Regions from separate parts of the Gossypium hirsutum genome. Here regions 1 and 2 are each linked to region 3. The links are chromatin contacts, called in public Hi-C maps. All regions are on one chromosome and are shown on one strand. The core of a region is the stretch at or near the end of the contact, and the rest is flanking DNA. Distances in the headings are between cores, read along the strand shown. Region 1 holds the start of LOC107892037 (protein SAR DEFICIENT 1). Region 2 holds the start of LOC107892035 (40S ribosomal protein S7). Region 3 holds the start of LOC107892032 (cleavage stimulating factor 64).

Region 1 (4,048 bases), core at 1,162-3,661, 230 kb after region 3:
GCCCTTCTAGCGAAGATTGTTTGAATGCAGGTGGGTGTCTTAATAGTTGTTCCTGTTACATGTGCGCTTTTGTGGTGAAGGTTGTTTGAATGCAGGTGGGTGTTTTAATAGCTATCTGATGCATAGATGCCATTGTGGCTATTTGTTGATCGAGTACATGTCTGCAATTTCCATAGATAAGGAAAGATATCTGAAGTGAAGTGTACGCCTTAGTGGCGCAATCTGTGGTATGATCTCGGGACAAAGATGTAATGGCAACGCCAAGATAGCGGACTCTGAAGGAAAGAGTGAATTATTTGAACAAACCTGTAAGTAAGTTGAATGACGCCAACTAAGGTAAGAATGATTATTGAATATGAAAGAGTATCAGGTAAGTAAAAGCCTAATACTTGTGCTGCGCTGAATTTGATGAGTGCTTGTCTGGTTCTATTAAGTGTGATATGATATATCATAATAATGTGTATGAATGAATGGCGTGATGTTGTATGCTTATTATATGTATATATTGATGAATGTATATATGATGACGCCTCACTAAGTTCTTATGAACTTACGCCATTGAAGCGGCGATACGTGTTGATATGCATACAAAGAAGACTAAAGGAAAGATTGTGACAGAAATGCAGTCTACACTGATGGAAAGGCTGAGAAAACCTTATGAATGTTATTAGCCATAATGTATAAGTGTAAGAAAATCCTTAAAGCGAATTTAAGTCTTGGCAGAGTATAATTGTAGGCTGATATAAGGCGAGAACAATAGATTTTATTCATGATTGTAAACGTAAACATTACACTGTACAAAAATTTATAAGGTAATAATACATGAGGTAATTCAGCTATAAAGAAAAGTTAGAAAATTTTATTAAGACATCGATCGTCTAGTACTTAGGCAAGTAGGAAAATTCTAGATCATGTCCGACTTAGGAAGTAACACCCACTACTCGGATCCGATGGCTCAGGTCAGGTGGAGGGCATTACAACTATATTACAAACCGAACTGGAAGATCATGACTCGACCTTTCGGGAGAACACATGTTCAATTTAACAATGGCATTATGGTGAATACGAATATGAAAACGATGGATATGAGATTTTGATTTTGAAATGTAGGTCCGAGGTTGGCACAAGGATGAGTCACAGGTAAACTAACATGATTGTGAGAGGTAAGTATAAATTGGTGGTATGTGTCCGCCTAGGTACTATGGGTGTTAGGTTTAAATTGGTGAAGTGTTGCCATCAGAAATTACGGCTGATGAATGGACATATTGTGTTTGTAAGACTAAGTCTTACGAAATTATTTATAATTCTCATGAGTACTATTGCTTGTGGATTATCAGTGTTCTTGTATTCGTTTTGTAGCTATTTGGAACTTACTAAGTTCAAATGAACTTACTTCATTACTTTTCTTTCTCAGGCATTTTGTTTTAGAAGAAGATCAGTAGAAGGGGACTATGCTAGAGCTGCGTCTGCGAGTGAGCCATTTGCCTATTTTTGTATCATGCATGGCTATGTGACAGACAATGTATACATATGTTTTGTAATTAACCTTTACAATTAACTACGTCATCTGTATCGTTTTATCTTAAAAGAGAATTGTTCCTTCTTTGAAAGTGTACGTTGAACCCTCTTGAATTACTAATCATAAATTTTATGATTTGAATATAAACGTCATAATTAAGTAGTAGTTGAAAATATACTTTTCTTTTATAATTTCTATTATTTTCTCTAAAGATGCGTTATCTACTGAAAAAAAAAAAGAGATTTTTATGCTAAGGAAAATCTTCATAATTATTTTTCCCAAATTTTTAAGTTAAGTTGAATGGTTTAAATCCATTAATAATGGCTTAGTTCGTCGGACAATCTATGTGGTTGATTGATACATGCCACGTCTACCCAACAATGAACATGTACTTGAAAATTTTTTAAAGCCGGAACTCGGCCCGGTCACGTAGAAATGTACCGTAATCCCAAGCAAAAAAGGATGATTATAAAACTATAATCTAATTGCAAGCAGGACAGTTTTACTTGAAGAATGACACAAATATAATGACTAAAATAATGCAAAAAAGAAAACCTTTGAATTATCAAAAAAGAGAAGAAAAGAGTTGATGACTATGGCAAGGGCCTACACAAAAGCAGACACTTCTAAGAAATGAGGCATTTGTGGACTATGTGATCTTTTCCCAAACTTTTTTCCCTCTTAAAAGTAGTCTAAACATAATAATATTATTTTATATATCTCTATTCATTTGTCACAAACTTTTGCTTTTTTCTCTTTTTATCAACATAATCCAAGTTCTACTTGTATTAACCGTTGGATCAATATCTAAGGATTGGAGATGTCGTTTTAACTCTTTTTTATATATCAATGTAATAATAAATAGAAATAGTTGACTTAAAAGCAGAGTTTAGATGTCCAAAAGTCATTCATAACATGAGACAAATACCTTGGTTGCTCCGTGGCTGTTACTCAGTTGTTTCCACCAACATTCCAAGAACCTTCTTTTTATTATTATTGACATGTATTTAAACTCCCCCCTTACAACATCGTTTTAAGACCATGACATATTCTCAAAATCCCTATCTTTTTCTTCAGTTATGATCTGTTAGGGGTTTTTTTTGTGTGTGTGTGTGTGTTTTGGTCCTTGAATCTTTGGAAATGGCGGGCAAACGGCTTCTTAATGAATCTTGTTCCGACACAGATGAGCCAAAGGAGAAACGGATGAGACCTAAACCTTCTTTTGCTTCGTAATGTTTTCAAACCTTCAATAAATGCTCTATTTGTTTTTATTACTACTTTTGTTGTTTATTTTCTATGCTCAAGCTTTTGCCATTAATGTACACACCTCTTGTTTCATCAAAGCTAATTTCCTTCTGCTTTTTAACAGAGTGATTGGGCAAGCGGTTATGGTGAATTACTTGTATACTGCCTTGGAACCTGTCCTTAGAAAAGTGGTATGGTTTCTTTTAATAACCATATCTCCATCCATTGTACTCTCTAAAATTTCACTTTCATGCATAAACATTTCCTCATAAAATTAAACTACCCTTACCGGTACGGATTTTTCAGGTGAATGAGGAAGTGGAGCGCAGTATTGGAGACCGGCTCCGATCCTTCACCCGGTCTCCGTCGCTACGAATCCAAGCGGCGGAACCCGAACCATCAACCCTTAGACTGATTTTCCCTAAAGCCCTTTCCTTGCCTATCTTTACCGGAAGCAAGATCGTGGATGAAGAAAGCAACCAACTTCAAGTCGCTTTGGTGGATACAAAGGGTGACCAAAGGGCTCCGGTGCTTCTCCCGAACCCTATTAAGGTCGATATCGTGGTTCTGGACGGCGACTTTCCGTCGGGGGACCGTGACAACTTTACTAGTGAAGAATTCGACAGAAACATCGTGCGGGAGAGGACTGGGAAACGACCCTTGCTCACCGGAGAGTTATCTGTCACAGTGAGAGACGGGGTAGCTTCGATCGGAGATATCGAATTTACGGACAACTCGAGCTGGATTCGGAGTCGGAAATTCCGAATCGGGGCAAAAGTTGCACAAGAGAGTTTCCAAGGTGTTCGCATTCGTGAAGCCATGACTGAAGCTTTTGTTGTTAAAGACCATCGTGGCGAATGTAAGTATCCTTCTTAATGATGCTAATTTTTTAAAGTCAAGTAGCTTAATATCTTGATTAATTTTTATTTATCAACAAGCCATATTGAATCATTTCCCTCCTTGGGTTACTACCTCTTGTATTTTGCATCTGACCTTAGCTAACATTAACATCAACTATAATATATTATCAATTTCTTGATATACTCTCTTTCTTTAATAGATTTGGTTATATAATATATCAAATCTATATAGCTTCAAAATATTGAACTAGTCAATCCTTGCCTTAACCAAACTACACTGTTAGGCCAACTGTTTTTTTTTTTTTGAATAAAAAAGAAAATAATTGCCAACTTAATTAATTATAAATATTAATTCATATTTCTAAATACTTTTCTCATTTTTAAAACATCTATTTAGGATTTGGGAACTTATGCCTTTATCTGG
Region 2 (3,758 bases), core at 1,022-3,521, 140 kb after region 3:
TCCAGAGACAAGATACTTCATCTTGTCATATGATGTTAAGGAAGCATATACTTCATCAACTGTGAGATATTTGCGGTTATACAAAATCGTATCTCTAAAGGTTGAATAAGATGAGGGCAACGAATAAAGTAGAATTAACCCTCAATCTTCTTTATCGTATTAAATCTCCATGGACTTTAGGTTCGAGAGAATTTCTTTAAACACAGTTAAGTGTTTGTGCATAGACGCACCTTCATCCAAACGATGTGCATAAAGGCGTTGCTTTATATGAAACTTGCTAGTTAGGGTTTTCGACATGCATAACCACTGCAGGTTTGCACATAATGTAGCGGTGGTCTTCTCATTTATCACATCCTGTAGAATTTCATTCGGCAGATGCAGATGTAATTGCGTTAAAGCCTTTCGATCTTTGCACTTCTTCTCTTCCTCCGTTAATGTCGAAGGCATCTTATCTACCTTCAGCAGTACATCCTCTAAATCTATCTGCGTAAGGACTGCCTGCATCTTTATCTCTCACAACGAGAATCTGGTGTTGCGATCCAACAGCAAAATATCATACTTCATTGTTGTCATTATTGTGATCGAAACAAGCAACCTGAAAAAAGCTCTGATACCAATTAGTTAAAAACTGAATGTAGATAATGGCAATGTAGAAAGATCGCGAAGAAAAAGAAAAAATAGAACACACAGATTTTATGTGAAAACCTTTTCGGGGGAAAACCACGGGCAGATGAGAAGAAAATTCAAGAATGTCGAATTCGAATGATATAAGAGGAATTTCGACTACATCTATTTATAGGTTGAAAAAACCTAATTAATCAATGTCAAATATATTATGCTAATAAATGTTAAATATATTATGCTAATAAATATTAAATTTTCTAGAAAGAAAATGTATTTTGTTTAACTTGACTTGCAAGCAATCTCTTAGAATTTGAATCACACAACTCTAACAATATACTATATTATTATATTATGTAATAACATAAAATCTATCATAGTTAGCGATTAAAACTGATTTAATTGACTAAATTGAACCAGTTAAATCAGTTGGTAAATTCAATTTTTTTAGTTCATTTTAAGGGCGAGTTAGGTAATCAGTTAATTTGGTGTTGTTGGTTTGGTTTCAGTTTTGAAATTCAAAATTATTTATATCAAATTAATCGACTTTACACCTATTAAATATGGTATATATTTAAACCCTAAACCCAAACCCAAACCCAAACCCAAACCCAAACCCAATGCCAATCAAACCCAAACCTTAACCCAATTTAAACTTTATTCAAAACCCAACTTAAATAAAAATAAATCCAATCCAAATTAATAATAAATATAAAGATAATAATATAGGTAAAATTTTTGAATGTTACTCATACTTTGAACTTGGGAGTTGGATCTATGGTGGTTTGGTTTTATGTAATTGTATTAACAATTATCGAATTTATATATTTTTATGACTTTATGAATTGCAAAATATTTTTTTATTAATATATTCTATTTGGATATTTTATTTTTTCCTTTAATTTTTAAAAAGATTTTAAAATTTCTAATTTATATTATTAAATGTAATTTTTATTAAAAATATGGTTTAAAATTAAATTTATTAGTAATGATATTATTATTGCATGATAAATCATGTTTAATTATTTGTGATAAGTATAACACTAGTTATCATATTATTAAATTAATTTATTATAGATATTATTAATTTAATTTAAATTTTATAGATTTAATAATTTTTAATTTTATATATTTATTATACATGTTTAGTTATAGTATTAAAAATATTCTATATTCGATTAATATTTTTAAAAATATTATTTCACTTTATAATTTACATAAAAATAATATAATATTAATAAAATTTTAACATAAATATGTAATGCTTATGAATATATTTTGATAAAATAAATAATGATAATTTATTTTTATTTTTTTTACTTTAAGTAATATAATATAATTATATTAATTATTAATATTTATTATAACTATTCTGTTATTATTTTATAATTATATTAATTATATTAATTGCATGTTTAGTTGTTCATTAATCTCGAATTTAAATTTTTACATTGATTAAATTTTTTCAAAATTTTTAAACTTGAATTATTAGGAGCTTGAATTAGACGGACTTTCAAATTTGGAGAAAACCGAACTCTACTTTTTTTTTTTTTTTTAGCTTGTAATGAAACTTAATGTAAGAACCATTACAACTCAAATCCATACTTATTATAAAGGCCCATATAAGTCAGACAATGTAAATCCCGGCCCGAATGTAAACCAAACTGAATCACATCCGTCCACGTGTAGAAGAAACATCGTAGCCTTCCACTGAAACCCTAGGGTTTCTTATTCACGGTGGAGAATTAAAACAGAGCCTCCTCTTTCACTTTGGTGTCTCTCATCTCTTCCATTTTTGGCTTCTCTTTCAGGTACCTCTTTTCATTTTCCAATCACCTGTTTGGTTTCCTAGAAAATGCGCAAAATGTCTTAAAAGGAGTGAGAATGATGATATATGTCTTTGTTATTTATTTATTATTTTCATATTCAGTTTTCTCATAAAACAACAGAGTGACAGAGCTTTCTTTTTGACTTTTTGTTACTCTGATTGTTGCAAGATATGCTAATTTTCTGTGGCTTGTTTATATGCTGGAAAAATGTAGATGGAAATAAATGCTGTTTTGATTCTGATTCGGCTGTTTACTTTTAGTAATTCAATTCTGTTTCTAGGATTTCAATAATGTTCTTTAGGGTTCTCTATCTGTTAGTGTGTCGATATATATATTACTTTCTGAGCTAATAGTTTTGTTTGAATCTTGGATTTTGGTTTTTGACATTTGTAATTCAATGTTGTCTTTTTGAGATAAAATGTGTGAAAAATCCTAAACTTTGTGTGTGCTCAAATTTTTGTCATTTAACTTACTATGGGAATCAATTAACAATCACTTAAAATCAGCAAGATTAATGTCAGTTTACTGATAATATAGTATAGAACTGATGGGTTGCCAGAGTAATTGGTTAACTACAATGTTCTAGTATAAGTTGCCAAGTCGGTATAGAGCATTCCAAGTTGAAATTTGGCATAATGAGAACTTTATAAAACATCCAACTTGTTATTTCTTCTGAAAGTGGTATCATGGTCCTGCACATCATAAATTGGGTAATAAAACTGAGAGCTGGATCTTATCTTTTTTAATATTAAGTGAAATTTTGCCTATGGATAATATTTGGTCGAATTTCTGGTCAATCTGATTTGTAATTGAACTTGTTTGAAATTCCTAAAATTCCTTTCAACTTTTTATCTATCCATTCATGCAGATCTCAAAGATGTATACATCAAGGAAGAAGATCCACAAAGATAAGGATGCTGAACCAACAGAATTTGAGGAGTCTGTTGCGCAGGTTTTATAATGTTCTTATGTTTTCTTCACTTGAAAAGTTCCTGCAAATGTGCTCTGGTTATGATTTCATTACATGTGCATTTACTTCTCTGTTTCAGGCATTCTTTGATTTGGAGAATACCAATCAAGATCTGAAAAGTGACCTTAAAGATCTCTATATTAATTCAGCAGTGTAAGAATTGCTCACTGGGATGCATTACTTGTTAGCTCTCTCGTGTATTTTTCGGTCATATTATTAATATAAATTTGTTTACATGCAGCCAAATTGATGTTTCTGGGAGCCGGAAAGCTGTTGTTGTCCATGTCCCATATAGATTGAGGAAAGCTTTCCGCAAGGTTCATGTTAAGCTTGTGAGG
Region 3 (3,583 bases), core at 72-2,571:
CACTATATTGTATATTTAACACTAATAGATATTCAACACTAATAAATATAAACTTTTAACAACACTAACATATATTAAAAAATGTCATAAACTATGCTCAACAACAATCCCAACAATCTGTTGTATATTTAACACTAATAGTTAGTAGATGTTAATGTATCAGTACATGAATTATAATATCATGGAAAAAATACTTACAAAGATTGAAGAAGATATATGAAGATTGCATAATATATAAAAGATAATAGATAGAAGAAGATAATAATACTCAATAAAAATTGTTGAATAAACTCACTATTCTAATTTGCCATGGTGTCAAGGTATATGTATATACATAATTTCCATCCTCCCCCACCTTTACCATTACTATTTCACTTACATGTTACTCAGACACTACATTGTTCCATCATCTCCAAATAGCATTTTGTCTTGTTCTACCATCTCAACCTTCTGCCTTGTTCCATCATTTCCAAACAATTTTCTTTTGACCTAGCCATCGCATTTTTCAACCTCTCACGCATGCATGAGAAAACTATATTTCTCAGCCTTCATGTGCTCCTTCATTGTGCATACATGCAAGGTAAATAGTTTATACACTAAAGTCGACACCTCCAGGATATTACTACCATTGACGTCGACTTTTCGAGATGTCAACTTTGAAGTCGGTCCTCTAATATGGACTTCACTTCTCCCTTTTGTAAACTGACTAGTTTGCCAAATAATTCAACAAATCAACTATATAACTAAGGGTGGAGGGGGTAGGGCCCTTAACCCACAAAATGAAAAAAAATGATTCTTTTAATCTCAAAATTTATAAGATTTTAAGTTAATATCAATGTTGTTTGAACCAAACCAAACTGGCCAATCGGATCGGGAATCGACCCGGAAAGGGTTTTGAACTAGTTGACCTAGGTGAAAGACCGGTTGAACTAGATTTTTTTTAATATTATTATTACTTAAATTTTTAATAATTTTCTAATCAAACCCATTATACCGATTGAATCAACGAATCAATAGTCTGATCGGTCCGACCAACGATTCGATTTAGAAAACATTGTTTAATATAAGTAAAATTATTAGTTGCCTTCCAAATACTAAAATTTTGGTTTAATCCTTTTAAAAACTATTATAATATAAACTAATTATAATATAAACTAATATAATAAAAAATTATATTTTAACTCATAAAAATATACAACATAACCTCTAACCCTACAAAAAATTTAATGACTTCCCTCGTGTGTGTGTGTGTGTGTATAGTAAATTAATTTTTTCAACTCATACAAAAAAAAAAAAGCCTGGGCTAAGCCTAAGACCTCTTTTTAAGGTCGATTCCATTTTAGTGGGCTAATACCTTTCAAAACCACATCGCTATAAGTTCTCAGACTGAAGCCGAAAACCACTCCCTGATCTCTGTTGCTTGCTGTAACACTCGGCGGAGACAATGGCGGGAAAGCAAGTTGCTGACGAAGGTTTGCCAGCCAACATTGCCGGAATGTCGAAGAACCAGCTTTATGATATTATGTCAAACATGAAGGTACTCTCTCTTTCTGTTTTCTATTTGGTTTCAAAATTTTATTTTCGTTTCTTCCAAACGCCACTTCCTCAGCCGTTAAATCTAATTAGTGGTTTTTCCTTCTTTATTTTGGGTATATACAGACACTTATAGAACAAAACCAGCAGCAGGCGAGGGAGATCCTTATCCAAAATCCTCTCTTGACGAAAGCCCTTTTCCAGGTTTCCCTTTTCTTCTTTGTTTATTTACTTTTCAAATATGAAAAAAACTCCCTTCTTCCTTTGTTTTAATATTGATACTAGTTATGTGCATGACTGACTGTTGATTGATATTACTATTAGCATCGCGTAACCCTTTAGCTTTACACTCTCTTGATATCCCTTGTAGGCTGAAGTTGTAATTTTTTGTTGCCTTTTCTTGGTATAGAGGTTGATGTTAGCTTGTCACTAGGAATCAAGCATTTCGGAACCTTTGTATGGACAATTAGGTCTCTGGAGTTAGCTTTGTAGTAATGAGATGCGTTTAGTTCTAGTTGCAACTCAAAATAAGAAGTTGCTAACCATCTTTCTTGATGGACTTGTTCTAGAGTGCTGCACAGCTTGATGGGTTAATTACCCTTCTTTTGCTTTAAATTGCATCTACTTTTTAGATGGTGTACTGTTGATTTAGTAGCTTCCATGCCTGACTAGGTTTCTTTGATTATTCTTGTTTCTTCAGGCTCAGATTATGCTCGGAATGGTTAAGCCCCCTCAAGCGGTATGCTTTTGATCTCTGTAATATCATCCTTGAAATTATGTTTAGGGACTGTGCTAGTGTACTTACTGTTTGTGTTTAGATTCCAGCTATTCAGCCACCTGCATCACAACAATCTCAGCAATCAGTACAACCACCCCCTCAGCCAAATATCCAGCCAGCACATTTGTTGCCAGGTCAAGTTCGCTTGCAAGAACAAGCTGCTCCATCCCAGATCCAAGCTCCTGTAAGGAAACAGCATCAAAACCAAGCTGGGACAAGAATCTCCGTTGCTTCTGTTCCTGCTGCAAATCTTCAGTCTCAATCCATACCACCACATTCCCTACAGACACCACAGCAAACAAAGGTCCATTTGAATCCTCCAATGTCTCTTCCACATTCCTCCCAACTCCCAAATGCACCTCAACTTCCTCTGCAGTCACCTTTACATCCTCCTGCTCATCATCAAACCCATATGTCAACATCCTCTAGCCAGTTGCAGCAGTCATTTCAAACAACTGGAATTCCTCATATGCATCAGCAGCCACCAATACAACCACAGGCACGACTTTCATCAGCTCCGAGTTTCCATCATCAGCATGCCCCACAAATGGGTCCTAATGTTGGTTTCCAACACCCTGGTGCTCAGCATCTTTCACAGCCGATGTTCCATGTAAGTCAAAAGTTGCAGTTTGGAAGTCAGTCTTGGGTGTCTCCTTCATAACATATTCTGCAATAATTTCTCTTATTTTTTGAATTACTCAGTCAGGTAATAGACCTCCTAGCCTTGGACCTTCGTTTCCACAAGGGCAGCCACCGCGTGCAAATCAGCTGCCAGCTCAATCAGTGTATCAAAATCAGGTATGTGCAAATTTTAGTTGTTTGATGTGTTTTGGTTTTATCACTTAGTGGACCATTCTAATTGGGTTGATTATTAAAAAAAATGAGTTCATTTTTTTAATCACGCTAGTGGTTTAAGTGGCAGGCTATAAACATTCCATAGTTTACCTCGTGTGTGTAATAGATTATTTTTTGTCTCTCTGAAAAAGTCTGACAAATATCTGCCTTGTTATTCACACCACTGCTAACAGATTGTTGAACTGATTGGCTTCGGGCTTCATTAAAATTGTGAAAATCTGTTTTTGAGTCCCTTTTCCTTGATAATTCTTGTACATGTAGATGAAAACACAATTGCAAGTTAGAAGTGCACACAATTGTGATTGCAATAGTAGTTAGGTGGAATTTATGTACTTCAAGGTGGAGAAATGTCTGATTACATGTGGTATCTCTTCCACTGCACACATGTCAATAAGGGGAAATGTATTTGTAGCTACC

The links. Hi-C and Micro-C count contacts between places; a contact is called where the count stands out from the background.
Region 1: a contact with region 3 is called in a Hi-C map of leaf, with 3 times the contacts expected there. The contact joins the promoter of LOC107892037 here to the promoter of LOC107892032 in region 3. A contact is called at or near these places in 6 of 34 Hi-C or Micro-C datasets (callus, hypocotyl and leaf).
Region 2: a contact with region 3 is called in a Hi-C map of leaf, with 3 times the contacts expected there. The contact joins the promoter of LOC107892035 here to the promoter of LOC107892032 in region 3. A contact is called at or near these places in 8 of 34 Hi-C or Micro-C datasets (anther, hypocotyl, leaf and 1 more).

The regions. Positions count from the first base shown.
Region 1 is chrD09:25,602,449-25,606,496 of Gossypium_hirsutum_v2.1, forward strand. It overlaps LOC107892037 (protein SAR DEFICIENT 1), which reads left to right and starts at 2,412. Exons shown (of 7, transcript XM_016817005.2): 1 at 2,412-2,748; 2 at 2,889-2,955; 3 at 3,071-3,623. The coding sequence starts at 2,660.
Region 2 is chrD09:25,515,943-25,519,700 of Gossypium_hirsutum_v2.1, forward strand. It overlaps LOC107892035 (40S ribosomal protein S7), which reads left to right and starts at 2,272. Exons shown (of 6, transcript XM_016817001.2): 1 at 2,272-2,432; 2 at 3,319-3,402; 3 at 3,500-3,573; 4 at 3,662-3,758. The coding sequence starts at 3,328.
Region 3 is chrD09:25,378,133-25,381,715 of Gossypium_hirsutum_v2.1, forward strand. LOC107892032 (cleavage stimulating factor 64) reads left to right here and starts at 1,322. Exons shown (of 7, transcript XM_016816997.2): 1 at 1,322-1,537; 2 at 1,660-1,737; 3 at 2,234-2,272; 4 at 2,352-2,921; 5 at 3,014-3,109. The coding sequence starts at 1,445.